4 separate regions of the Sus scrofa genome follow, and regions 2, 3 and 4 are each linked to region 1. Evidence: chromatin contacts called from public Hi-C and HiChIP or PLAC-seq data. All regions are on one chromosome and are shown on one strand. The core of a region is the stretch at or near the end of the contact, and the rest is flanking DNA. Distances in the headings are between cores, read along the strand shown. Region 1 holds the start of SPRY2 (protein sprouty homolog 2). Region 2 has its middle 300 kb from the start of NDFIP2. Region 3 has its middle 250 kb from the start of NDFIP2. Region 4 overlaps LOC110255835 (a long non-coding RNA gene).

Region 1 (3,123 bases), core at 560-3,059:
CTAATCCTAGCACCACGGGCGACTCTACCTGCGCTGACCGAAGGGGCAGTGCCTGCAATCTGCAAATACCCATGTATTAAAAATATACACACATAGTCACATATGAATATGTTTCTTAGAGTCAAAGAAAAATTGCTTTAAAAAAGAAGACATTTTCCAGGAACCCACTGCACCCCCCCACCCCCGGGCATGCAAGACCCAGATCCCTAGGCTGGAAACTTTCCGCGCAGATTTGTTTGAGGGGGAAAGTAGCATCTTTGGGGATATTTACCAAACTGATTTTCCTGATCCCTGGCCTCCTTCACAGACCCCCGCCTCCCTCACCGCCCCCCGCTTTTGAAAGAGCTTTGAAACCCCCATTAAGAACAGTGTGTGATTAGATTTAGGATTAGGGAGAAAAGACTTCAGCACAAGGGTGGGGCGAGCCGACACAGTGACCGCTTTGTAAAAACGCACAAGATTCCAAATTAAAAAATAGCAGCAACAACAAAGTTGATCAACTCATCAAAGGAAAGGGGAAAAAAAATAGCTAGCCTCTTTTAATACCTCTTTTCAGGGAATGGAAAACGCTCGCGACTGTTTTAGGACTTTCTTCCTCTGCTGGGTCAGCCCAATCTTCCAAAAATAAAAAAAGCGTGACCCAGGCAGACCACGGCGAACGGAAAAAAGAGAGAGCTGCACTTCCGAACCGCAGAGACGCGGCGCCACGCTGGGCGACGCTCCCACCCGCCCTCTGCTCGCCTCTGTCCACACCGCGCAGAGAACCCCCTCCCAACCCGGCACCCTGTCCCTTTTTCACCCGCGGGGTCTCGCTGCCCCCGTGAGGCGAGCCCTCGGTCCCGCCGGCGTCCCTGCCCTGAGACAGCCTCTCCCAGGACTCGCTTTCCCCGAAGAGGAACAGGTTAGAAATGCGGGCGCCTGCAACAGCGACCTGGAAAACACAAAGTGCTTTCCCTCTCCCTCCCGCTCTCAGCGCCCAATTCGCGGCCAGTGCACCGCCCGGAGCCGACTCCCGGCGAGCAGTCGGCCACCCCAACCCCCCCAGGGCGCGGGCGCTTAGGGCGGTGGGTCCAGGGACCCCGTGCCAGCCGCGCACTGCAGCCCCCGCCGGGGCAGGCCGAGCCCCAGGCGAGCCAGATCAGCGGGCAGCTCCGGGGATCCCTGCGGGGAACCTGTGGAGTTAGAAAAAGGGAGGCCGGAGGAGAGACAGACCCCACTCCTGGTCCGGCTGCACCTACTCCATGTTGCCCACAATGCGCCGGCCACGGCGCCAGGAGGGGAAGAGCCAGCCAAACGCGCCTCACCGTGATCTCGGCTTTGCACCAACCCCTCTCCGTTGGATTCTCTTCTTCCTGCGATGTGCAAATAAATCCAGCCCCGATGCAAACTTTTTCCCCTTTCCTTCCAAACTCTGCTTCCGTCCAACTTCCGAGCAACCGGCGGGACAAGAAAAGGAGAGGAAATCCGGAGCCAAGTCCCCAGCCGATGAACACTGCGGGGTTCGGGGCTGGAGGCGACCCCCCTTCTGGAAGCGCACGCGGAGTATTTCCTCTTTTTTTCTCAATGAACTGGAGGCCGAAGCGCCAACGGCTTGTCTTTTCCTGGCAGATGAACGAATGAGAAAAGAGGCCTTACAGAGAACCTAAAGCCAGATGGTCAAGTCCTGCAGCCGCGTCCGCGTCGGAGCGGAGGCGGCGCGGGGACGCGGGGCGGCGGGCCGGGCCGGGCGGGCGCGGGGGCCTGGGCGCTGCGCGCTCCGCCGGCCCCTCTCCTCCGCTCGCGCTGCGGCGCGCAGCTCTCGGCAGTGCAGACTGGGCGTTGTGGAGGCGCGGCGGCGAGGCCGAGGCGGGGTGGTGGGTGCGAAGGAGGCGGAGGAGAAGGAGGAGGAGGAGGAGGCGGAGGGTCTGGGGCCTGACCGGGGGGGCTCGTTGTTGGCCTGCGCCCTAGCCTTTCCGGAGGAGGCAGGGAGCTCTGCGGCGGCCGCGGCAGCAGTAAATGGCGTCATGTGGATCCGAGGCGGAACAGAGCAGTTGTTGTCCCAGAGGATATATCGCATCCGGTCCCAGCTCATTGGCTCCGCGGGGCTACATTCACTCACACTCCAGCGCCCGCCAGCGCTCCGAGCCGCTGGAGGCATTCAAAAGGGCAACCACGCCGCCCCGCGCGTCCCCAGGCCGGTCCTACCGCCCCGGCGCCGTCACGCGGGGTGCCCGCGGGGCCGGGCTGGGCACGGCGGGGTCAGTTTATCTAGTTTCAAGGAAACACTGACCTTAAGGTTTCCCCAGAGGCCACGAGGACGAGCCGTGGCTCCCGCTGATTTGGGGAACTTTCTCCCCGCCACTAGGAAAAGGGAATGAACCTTAAAAACGAATCCGGGCCAGGCAGCGTTAGCATTAAAAACAGCAAGTTGCAGGTTTTGCGACTTTATGCGGAATCCATTGCAAGCCCACCTCTCCCCTTTTCTGTTCCCCCTCGAGGGGGCGACGGGGAGAGAAGAAGGGGGAGGGGAAGGGGAGAGGGAAGTGAGGTGGGAGGGCTATTGGTTTATTCTTTGTCTACTGGATTAACCCGATTATACACCAGGCACCAGCACAAACCGCCTCCCCCACCTCAGAGCCGCGTACGGGAGGAACGGAATGCAGATTCGTGTTTCAAGTACCTTCTGCTCTTGCCGGGATTTGCTTTTGATTACGTCGATTTGTAGTTTTTCGTTTAACATTAGACTTTATTTTTGAAGAGGGAGCGAGCTACGGATGGAGGCTTTTTTGAAGCTCTTCCTTACTGTTTTGTTTGACGCTATAGCCGAAGGAAATGCTACAATCTAGGCCTCTTTACAATTAGTTTATTCAGTCATACACACAGACGCGATTACTAAGGGCGACATCGCTGGCTTCTGAAATGGGAGGGGGGCCCGCTGTTTTACTGCATCTTTCCTCCTCCACTTAACCAAGAAGAGTCATCCTTCATTGCCAACTCTCCTTGTCACGTAGATCATTTCTCGAAGAAGATCCTATTGTCCTTTTTGAAGGTGGTCTGTACTTTCCTACTTAAAAAATAGATTATAATACAAAGAGAGAAAATGCATACATCAGCACTGTGCCGACTGCCGTTCATTTACTAAGA
Region 2 (3,186 bases), core at 375-2,874, 370 kb before region 1:
CGCTTTGCAAATTTCAGTCTCACCCTTTAAAGATCTCAGATGCAATTTCTTTCCTTCAGCCTAATTGCATCCCGACTCTTTCCTGATTTTGGAGCTAACAAAACTTTCCCCGAGCACAATTTGCTTCTAAATATTTTCTCCTAGACACTGAAAAAAGCTGAAAGCTTCATCTTGCTGTTCCCTCAGTAACTCCCCCGTGTTGTCAGTGAGAATGGCCCTGAATTCTGTTTTGGCTGCTGGTCCCCCATCCCTGGTCTTTAGCATTCACCATCCTTCACAGAGGAAGCATGAGAAAAAACGTGGCGTATTGTGAAAAGTTGTGTTTCATTCATCATGTTCTACCTTGGTGCATAAAGAAATTTGACCCGTAAACATCATGCAAAACAACTGAGGGTCTTTATATATGTTTCACACAAAATATTTCTGGGAGTTGAATTTGTTGGGCTAATGAAAGAGAGTTGTCAGTGATTTCTTTAAAAAGTCTATGCTGTGTAATTCTTTCGGTGTTAATGCCTGGCAACAGTTTTGGAGAGGGAGAATGAAATCTGGCTTGGCTGGAATTTACAGATTGCAAGCACAGTCTGAGAAAGGGCTATTCCCATGTTCTCCAGCTCAAAAAGACAGTCACGTGACTCTGTCCCCACCAAGCCAGGATGCTGAGAGCCACGAGAGAGGGAGCCAGGAAAAACATTCCCCCTCTTTATTTCTTTTGGACTCAATTTGTCCTGAAACATCTAGGGACAAAAACGACTTTTGATGTTTGAGTAGCAGTATGTGAACAACACGCTGCTCAATGCTTTTCTCTAAACCATGAGCTACACGTTCTTTCTTGGACCCTTATTCAAGAGGTCAAGTCCAACGCACAACTCGTGTTGCTAGATTCCCCACACGCCAGTTCTTTTTCAAAAATGTTTGCTTTAAAAAAAAAAACAAAAACAACCAAACCCAGAACGTTTTAATGAATCTTCTCTGGAAATGTATTCGGGAGTGGGGTGGGGTGTATGGCAAAGGAGGCGTCCTTGCATCTACAGTGAGTGCTAACTACATCCTGGATCAAATGTGTGGTTTTGAAAAAGAACTTGTTTGTCGTCAGTGGCTCATAGAGGCATCTTTTTGGAATATACATACTAAACATGATGACAATGTTTAGCTAGGCTGTCTGAGTCAGCTTCGGATCATGGCTCAAGGTCATTTCAAGGTCAATCTCGGATTCTCCCATTCCAGCCATTCTCTGTAAATCTATTCTGTATTTAAAGCAAAAGTGGGTTTTTCCTTGTTGGGTATTACTGACGCATAGAGAAAATAACTAATGATAATAACTACTGTATTCTAGGCACAGCACCAAACACTCTTCTTGCTTAATCTTCCTTAACTGTGAACAAAGACAAAGGGTCATGCTGTCCTGATGTGCTGCCCGGGATGCTCAGCTGGGGGCAACATTTGGATACAGGTGTACACCGGGGTCACGGGAGGAAAATGTTGGGAGTCGAAGCTGGAAGGGTAAGTGAGCTGACCATTAAGAGATACCCGTGACCCATGCTAATTACCCCCACCCATAGGGATCACTTTCTCCCGCTTTCTTCTCTTTTCTTTGGTCCTTATCTACTCATATTTCATGTCTTTAGTTCTCATTCTCTCCTCTGCCAGGGACTGTGAGCCGTCAACTTCCCCGACTCCCTCAGGCTCTGTATCACTGTCTGTGTGTTCTGATTGCTTGGCCACCCCCTTCTGGTCAGCCTGTCTGCTGAGAACTGTGTCAGTGCAGCTGAACTACCCACGGTATTGTTTTCTCCTGCTTGGGGAAGATATTTGGGTAGAACGTCATTCTGTTCTCTGAAACGTCCTAGCATGCCACATGCCTCGATAAACTCTTCCCTTCAGTCGCATTTTGAGTGGGAGGGTGGAGTCCTACTACACGCACATTGTTCACTGTAGCCCCCAGGACAATGGAGAAAGGCCCACTATGGGGAAAAGATGCTAAAGGATTACAGATGAAAGCAAGAGGCAAGAAACACTCAGCTCCATTTTTTTTTTTTATTTTTTTTTCTTTTTATGGCCACACCTGTGGCACATGGACATTCCTGGGTGAGAGGTTGATTGGAGCTGCAGGCGAGGCCGATGCCACAGTCACAGCAACACCTGACCCCAGCTGCATCTGTGATCCTTGCAGCAGCTTGCAGCAATGCTGGACCTTTAATCCACTGAGTGAGGCCAGGGATGCAACCTGCACCCTCATAGAGACAATGCTGGGTCCTTAACCCGCTGAGCCACAAGAGGAACTCGTAATTTTTTTTTTTTTCTTTTAAATCTGGGAGATGTTCTAAGGCTGAGAATCACAGGTATTAAGGTTAAAAGAGAACAGAGGCTCAAGAAAGTTGAGCTAATTAAAAGAGTGATAGGCTAAATATTTACCTTGTTCTATTAGTGCTGAGGGTAGCCAAGGAAACATGGTCTCTGAACCCCTGTCAGTAAGCTGCCAGGGTAGCTGGACTGTCGGTAAGCATGTCATGTGGAACTATAAAGATGGAACACATGTAAATGCTGAGGCTAGGGAGCTGTGACCTTGACTCCTGCTCCTGACAAAGTGACAGCTCTGGATCCTGAGGATGTGGTTGTGATGATTTCCAAAGCAGTTGTGATCGCTAAAAGCCGCATTTGCTTTCACTAAGGTTCACAAAGAATCCATGTGAAACCACCTGCATTTTTTATTCTGGAAAGCCTTACGTGGGTTCATCAGGAAAGTCATCAACAGTCTGTATTTTTGCTTGTCATTTGACAAAAATCTCAGTGTGAGATCAGGAGTACAAGCTCAGTCTTTGGGAGCTAAGTGGAAATCCCTATGCCACAGCTGTCTGAGCGAGCACCTTGACTGCTCTGCGACCTAGTTTCTCTATGTGAAAAATGGGAATAAAGCCATGGCCAATTTCATAGAGTTATTATAAAGACTAAGTGAGCGAATACATGCAAACCTCTTAGAAAAATACCCAGTGCCAAAAGACTCAGTACGTGTTAGCTGTTATCATCGTCATAATGTGAATGTTCTCTCTGTACATGACCTGAAGAAACGGGGATGTTACCACGCATCCCAGAGTTCTAGCTCCTGGACAGGGATGGGCCGAAAGGGTGGTGTTTGTTTCATGGATAGTCAACTTCATGTGGATAACCAGCTTCCGGTTCGTAAACCTG
Region 3 (2,864 bases), core at 342-2,841, 410 kb before region 1:
TTTTTTTTTTCTTTTTATCAGACAGTACCTGATAGGTCAGAGCAATGCAGCCAAAACCAGCCCAACCAGGGAGGCAATTTGGCACAATAACAAGTGCAAGCTCAGTAAAGAGTGTTCTTTTAAAATTTATCTATCAATTATGGCCTTGGGTAGTTGATATAAACTCTCCACAACTTAAGGTCCTAATGAGTAAAAAAAGGTTTCATAGAATTACTCACAGTATTATCTATCTACCTATCTATTTACATTTTAATACATACCTTTAAAAAAAGTGTCTATCTAGCTTGGTACCTGCATCCAATAAAGGGGATTACTGTTTCTCTTCTCATATGGGCTAAAGACCTCCTTATAAAAATTGAAGCCTAAAATCAATTTGTGGCTATTTAAAAAACTGTAGTACTTTGAAGAATGCATCTCTCCCCCTCTGTTTGTTTCCTGGGAGAGCTAGTCTTCTTTGCAGTTACAAATGCCATCAGGATAATACATAGGTACAGCCTTTGCATTGTGGTGTTCAGATAGCTCTGGTGAATTGTTAGCTGATTTATAAGACTGTTGAAAAAAAAGGGAGATGCAAGAATATTTCTCTATCTCTGCTGGTTCAAGTTACACATTCCCATTTCAAAACTGGTGTCATTCATTCTGAACGGTCTCAAACAACCCTAAAGCAGAGGATCCATCTTTGATCTATTTAGCATGGACTATTTGCTTTCCTTATGAGTCTGATTTTTGAGTCAATGCCCTTAAAAGAATAATAATATTTTCTTCAACACTATCTTTAGACCTTTCCCAGTTAGATGCTTTCAAGTATCTTTTTCTTTCCCTTCTGGCTTCTCCCAGCTGTTGAAGCTGTCTTAGGATGCTGCCAACTTCCATGGCCCCCTTGAGAAACCATCTCATAGACGGGTTGGGATGGGGGTTGGAGGCTGGGGGTGGGCAGATAGTTTCCTCCTGAGATAAAGGTGATACGACCCACATCCATGCCTGGGTATCTTTTCCCTCACACGTAGCTGTTAATTCTGCTTTTGAAAGTCAGGTTTTAAAAGAAAGAGAAAAAAAAGAAAAGAAAAGAAAAGAAATGCTCTTGCTGAAGGACTGCGGAGAAGGGAGCAGGAGTGGTTGCTCTGAGCTTTGAAACATGCACGCGTGTGTGTGACACACACACACACACACACACACACACACACACACACGGACAAAAGGATAAGTTGAAAAAGAATGCAGCAACCCCTGCTTGTCTAACAGTCTGGTCAGCCCCACAGATGAGGAAGTGCTGCTTTGTTCCAAGCCAAAGCCTTGTTTTCTTGTTCATTGTCTTTCAGGGTAAAATCCGGGGGTGGGGGGTGGGGCATTCACCTGTCTGATGCAAAGTTAAACTGCTGGCTTTAATGTGACTGCATGGGAACTCGGGTTTATTAATGAATACAACATACCCTCTTTGATTTGAAAGCTTTCACCCCGCTGAAAAGATTCAAAAGGCATCGCTTCCTGCACCAGAGGCATTCCTTTATCCGTCTCAGTGGTTCTCCCCTACCCAGCTGCTATATCTCATTAACAAGCATTTGACCACTGCAGCAGGCCTGGGAGTGTTGACACTTGAAAGGCCCAGGCAGGCGTGGGCAGGCCATCAGCTATGGCAACAGGAAACTGCCCCGGAGACAACACTGAGAAAACAGCAGCTGCAAAAGCCAAAGTCAGAACAGACATAAAGGATTGCCTATCTCCACATCGGGCTGGGGTATCGGTGCGTGCCTGTGGGTCTGAATTCACACGTCTATTTACTCTCTTTATGGGATATAAGGTTCGCTACCGACATGGATCAGACTCTAGACTTGTTGACAACCCAGAATGATTTTTGGACTTGAAGGCTCTTGAATCCTTAGGTTTGAAAAACCTTATTCTCTTCAATAATGTGCCTTCCTATTTATACACATGAGAACATTCACCAGAGGCCTTAAACTTGATATACACACTCACTGGAAGAAGTCGTATGTACAATAAAAATGTGCCTGCCTGAATCCGTGTCCGCTTTTCATGCTACCGTATTATTTTTCAGAAACAAGTCAACCTGTAAAACTGTCCCATAAATATGTAAGATTATTCTGAGCGTCTTTGGTTTAGGAATCAAACTGTGATGGTTTCATGTAGAATATTTAAGAACAAAACAGTCATTTCAGTTGTGTAAAGACAGCTCATAAAATGAAGTGGGATATTCCACATATGTTCTTATTGATTACAGTAATTTTAAATGTCTATTTTAATCAAATTTATTTGCCATTCATTGAAATGTAGGCTATAGAGGACCATGCCCCTACATTGACTGCGAAATGTTATCACTGTATTTATCAGAGGAGCTCAAAGTACAGATGTCAATTAGAGTGTCTCAGGCAGTGGTTGGATGTCTCCAAATCTTGAGTGTCTGTGTTCAAGCTTATAAGTGTATTTTTTGAGGATAGGTAAGCAGTGGTTCAAAATCAGTTTTTCATTCATAAAGAAAATGAAGTCACTTCATGTTAAAGAAAGAAACTAAATGAAAAAAGATGCTAATGTTACAAGTGAGGTTAGTTGACTGCCACTCAAAGAATACTGAATTTTTTTGCTGTCATCCTCTGTACATTAGACTCATAATTATTATACTACCTGTACTAATACTTTTTTCTTTTCAATAATTTAGATTTATTTACATTTGTCTATCACTCATCATAAAACTACGCTGAATGATTCAGGTTGTTACTCTAAAATGGTTAATTAGATAAAATGCATGTAAACTTATTTTAAAATTGTTGCCAATTAACTCCTTTCTTGTCAGAAAATGTCTCTTGAATACACTGAATTTTCCAGTTCTACCTTCTCCACATTTTTTTTTT
Region 4 (2,808 bases), core at 294-2,793, 440 kb after region 1:
TTTCCAAGGTCATAGCTACCAGCATCTGGTATTCTTCATAAAAGTGGGATCAGTAAAAAATATTTGCATGGAAAGGAAGAGCAGCGATTCCCCAGGCTCTGTGCAACAGCTGACGCTTCTTCCACCTGGTGTTGAGCAAGATCCCTAGGGGGCAATGACAGGAAAGAGACCCGCAGTGCAAACTCCTAGATGCTTTAAGATCTGTCACTTTAGGGCCAAGCCTTCTCACACCTGGGTGATGAATGGACTTTCCATTTACAATTAGATAAGAAAGAAACTTTGTCATGTATTATTTTCAGGAGGAGAAGTTGGGGGGATGTTTTAATAGCTGGAAAAGAGGATAAATTAGTTTCAGAATGGGCCGTTGCACCTGACATTGCTGTGTTTTCAGATTAAAATGAGGTTTATTTTTGCCAAGGAGCAGTACTCCTAGAGTCTCACTTTGTTTAGTATTTTTTTAAAATTTAATATCACATTATAGGTATTAAAAGTACATTTCACTTTGCTAAAAAAGTACATTTCACTTTGCATATTAATGACTAATAAGACATTTTAAAGAACCTCCCTCTTCTGTGTTTCTAGAGAAGAGATTTATGTGAAGTAGGTATCTGTCTGGATTTAGATACAGGACAGGCTTGATCTGTTGTGTTTACCCAACACAATGAACAGAGATGCTTACTGGGACATGAGCAACTGAAATAGCAAATACGATTAGATCAGAATGAGAGAAAGTCTCCAGATTGAAAAATAAATCAGTATCATATGGTATTGGGTGACTTATTCTTAAAATTATACTTACAATGCTATGATTTGTTTGCGGGCCCTATTTATCCACCATGTAACTATACTACCCATTTATTTCTTTGTGTGTGTGTGTTCTGATCCCTGAGAGAGGTTTTAGGATTGTCACCAATACATATATTTATACACACACACACACACACACATATGTATGTGGCTGTTTTGTGCATATGCATTTGCCTTAGAAATTAGGTCTAACTAAGATTTCCACTAATCATGAGTAAAATAGAAAGTACTTAAGTCATTTGTATAGACTTAATTTTCAGGCCATTCCCATTACATTATAGAGAACAACAGAAGAAAGAAAGAGATTTTTCATAGAACTAAGCAGAATAAGGCTCTCTACTTGGAAATACACAGGGAGTCTTTTCAGTTTGAGGCCACAAAACCAGTGCAGAAGAAAGGCTACGGTTGAGGGGAAGGGTCAATGGCAATGCGTGCCAGCAGCGTCAACATGGAGAAAGAGTTTGTATGAAAACATCCAATACGGCTGCTGTCACAATGACCTGAGATGAAACCAGTGATGATAATGCAAAGAACCAGAGATAGGAGGGGTCACTTGTGTGAGGCAGCAAGAAAAAGCCAGCTCTGACTCCTCACTCGTGATTGTCTCGTGTTATAAATCCCCAGGTTTTCAACCTCCTTTTGTGAGACACTCTTTATGCATGAAAAGAAGTCTCTCTATCGTAATAACCTGAGTAACATCATCGTCTTAATTGGCTGGTGCATCTTGTCTTGAGCCTCAGTGCTGAATTTCTATCACTGTCATAAGCAACAGTCTGGGATGAAGACAAAATGCCATTTGAGATGCTGTATTTTTCAACCGGTATTTTGGATGTGGAATATACTTTTTAAAAGTAGTGGATATTTTAAATATTTTTAGGGACCGATACATACATGTTTACCACAAGAAGGGAGAGGAGACTTGTTCTTCAGTCAATGACATACGTGGTCAAGGCTTAATAGTACTCAGGAATGAGTTATGTGACTCACCGGTTATATGACTCACTGGTAGCATAACCTTGAGAAATTACTTTGTCTTACAAGCCTTCGTTTCCATACCTTTCTTGTTTCCTATCTAGTGGGGTTTTATTGTGAAAATTCAAATAAATAATATGAGTGGCCCTTAAATCTACGGTAGGATTGGCTGTTTTTATACAATCTATCCTTTTATTAAAGTTCTAAAATCATTATTTCTGGTTCCATCCAAGAGGATTTAGATAATGGGGATGCCAGAAAGACTTCATTAGAGTATCACTGCTCTGAATTCCTGTTATAACCCTAAGGACATTGATTATAGGAAAATCTACTTTACCCCATTTATTTGAGGAATAAGTAAACATCTATTGTGTTCTAGGAATATTATTTCCAAGCAATGATTGGATAAAGGCAGATTGATTTTTGCTTTTGTTTTATGATCATTATTCCATTTGGGTAGAAGCTATAAAGAACATCATTAGCAAAAAACAACCAACCTGTTTTTCAGATGAGTCTAAGCGCATCAAAAATATAGTTCGGCAAATGAATATATGATTGTACAGATTAGATCTTGCCAACAATTGTAAGTGCTCACAGGGGTTAGTAAGTTGGCCCTGTCTCTGTTATAGCTTATAGAGTTCTCTGGACTGGCAACAGCCTCCTGTAGTCAATTATACATTCACGATTAAGAATGAAAATTACAATTCTTTTCTAAAACAGAGACCACAGCATACCTAGAAAATAAACTATAGAGCCCAAATGAGGTTCACTGTTTTAATGAATGCTAGCAAAGTGCTATGAGTAGGAAATTCAAATTGATTAGATATGTGCTAAAAATGTTTCTAGCAAAAAAGAAAAAAAGTTTGCTAGAAACTACCATACCTTTCATTTCAGAGTGAGTGACTTACTGCGCTATGTTGTAAATTATACGTGCCTCTCTTTGTCATTTATAGCATGAATTATTCTACTTGAGTTCAGAAATGAATGGAGGCTAACTGGATACATAATTGCTATTGCTTCAAAAAATAC

What was found. Hi-C and Micro-C count contacts between places; a contact is called where the count stands out from the background. HiChIP or PLAC-seq counts read pairs in DNA pulled down with a chosen protein or histone mark.
Region 2: a Hi-C map of embryonic fibroblasts shows a contact between it and region 1, with 3 times the contacts expected there. The contact joins the enhancer-like site here to the promoter of SPRY2 in region 1. A contact is called at or near these places in 2 of 5 promoter capture datasets (fetal skeletal muscle and liver), 4 of 47 Hi-C or Micro-C datasets (embryonic fibroblasts, heart right ventricle and liver) and 1 of 2 datasets of contacts at active chromatin or transcription factors (skeletal muscle).
Region 3: an H3K27ac HiChIP or PLAC-seq map of skeletal muscle shows a contact between it and region 1, with 9 times the contacts expected there. The contact joins the enhancer-like site here to the promoter of SPRY2 in region 1. A contact is called at or near these places in 3 of 5 promoter capture datasets (fetal liver, fetal skeletal muscle and liver), 14 of 47 Hi-C or Micro-C datasets (embryonic fibroblasts, epiblast stem cells, fetal heart ventricle and 8 more) and 2 of 2 datasets of contacts at active chromatin or transcription factors (alveolar macrophages and skeletal muscle).
Region 4: a Hi-C map of embryonic fibroblasts shows a contact between it and region 1, with 4 times the contacts expected there. The contact joins the enhancer-like site here to the promoter of SPRY2 in region 1. A contact is called at or near these places in 6 of 47 Hi-C or Micro-C datasets (brain, embryonic fibroblasts, fetal heart ventricle and 2 more) and 1 of 2 datasets of contacts at active chromatin or transcription factors (skeletal muscle).

What each region holds. Positions count from the first base shown.
Region 1 is chr11:52,156,957-52,160,079 of Sscrofa11.1, forward strand. It overlaps SPRY2 (protein sprouty homolog 2), which reads right to left and starts at 1,810. Exons shown (of 2, transcript XM_001927097.5): 1 at 1,305-1,810.
Region 2 is chr11:51,788,042-51,791,227 of Sscrofa11.1, forward strand. No RefSeq gene overlaps it. Among named protein-coding and RNA genes, the nearest start is that of NDFIP2, 300 kb to the left of the region's middle. Within about 2 kb of position 1,625, at least 11 of the 83 cell types and tissues checked have an H3K27ac peak or open chromatin away from gene starts, as enhancers often do.
Region 3 is chr11:51,745,805-51,748,668 of Sscrofa11.1, forward strand. No RefSeq gene overlaps it. Among named protein-coding and RNA genes, the nearest start is that of NDFIP2, 250 kb to the left of the region's middle. Within about 2 kb of position 1,592, at least 27 of the 83 cell types and tissues checked have an H3K27ac peak or open chromatin away from gene starts, as enhancers often do. A contact at or near this core is called in epiblast stem cells, fetal skeletal muscle and skeletal muscle, where this site is marked.
Region 4 is chr11:52,600,003-52,602,810 of Sscrofa11.1, forward strand. All of the region lies in intron 2 of LOC110255835 (a long non-coding RNA gene), which reads right to left. Among named protein-coding and RNA genes, the nearest start is that of SPRY2, 440 kb to the left of the region's middle. Within about 2 kb of position 1,544, at least 4 of the 83 cell types and tissues checked have an H3K27ac peak or open chromatin away from gene starts, as enhancers often do. A contact at or near this core is called in embryonic fibroblasts, where this site is marked.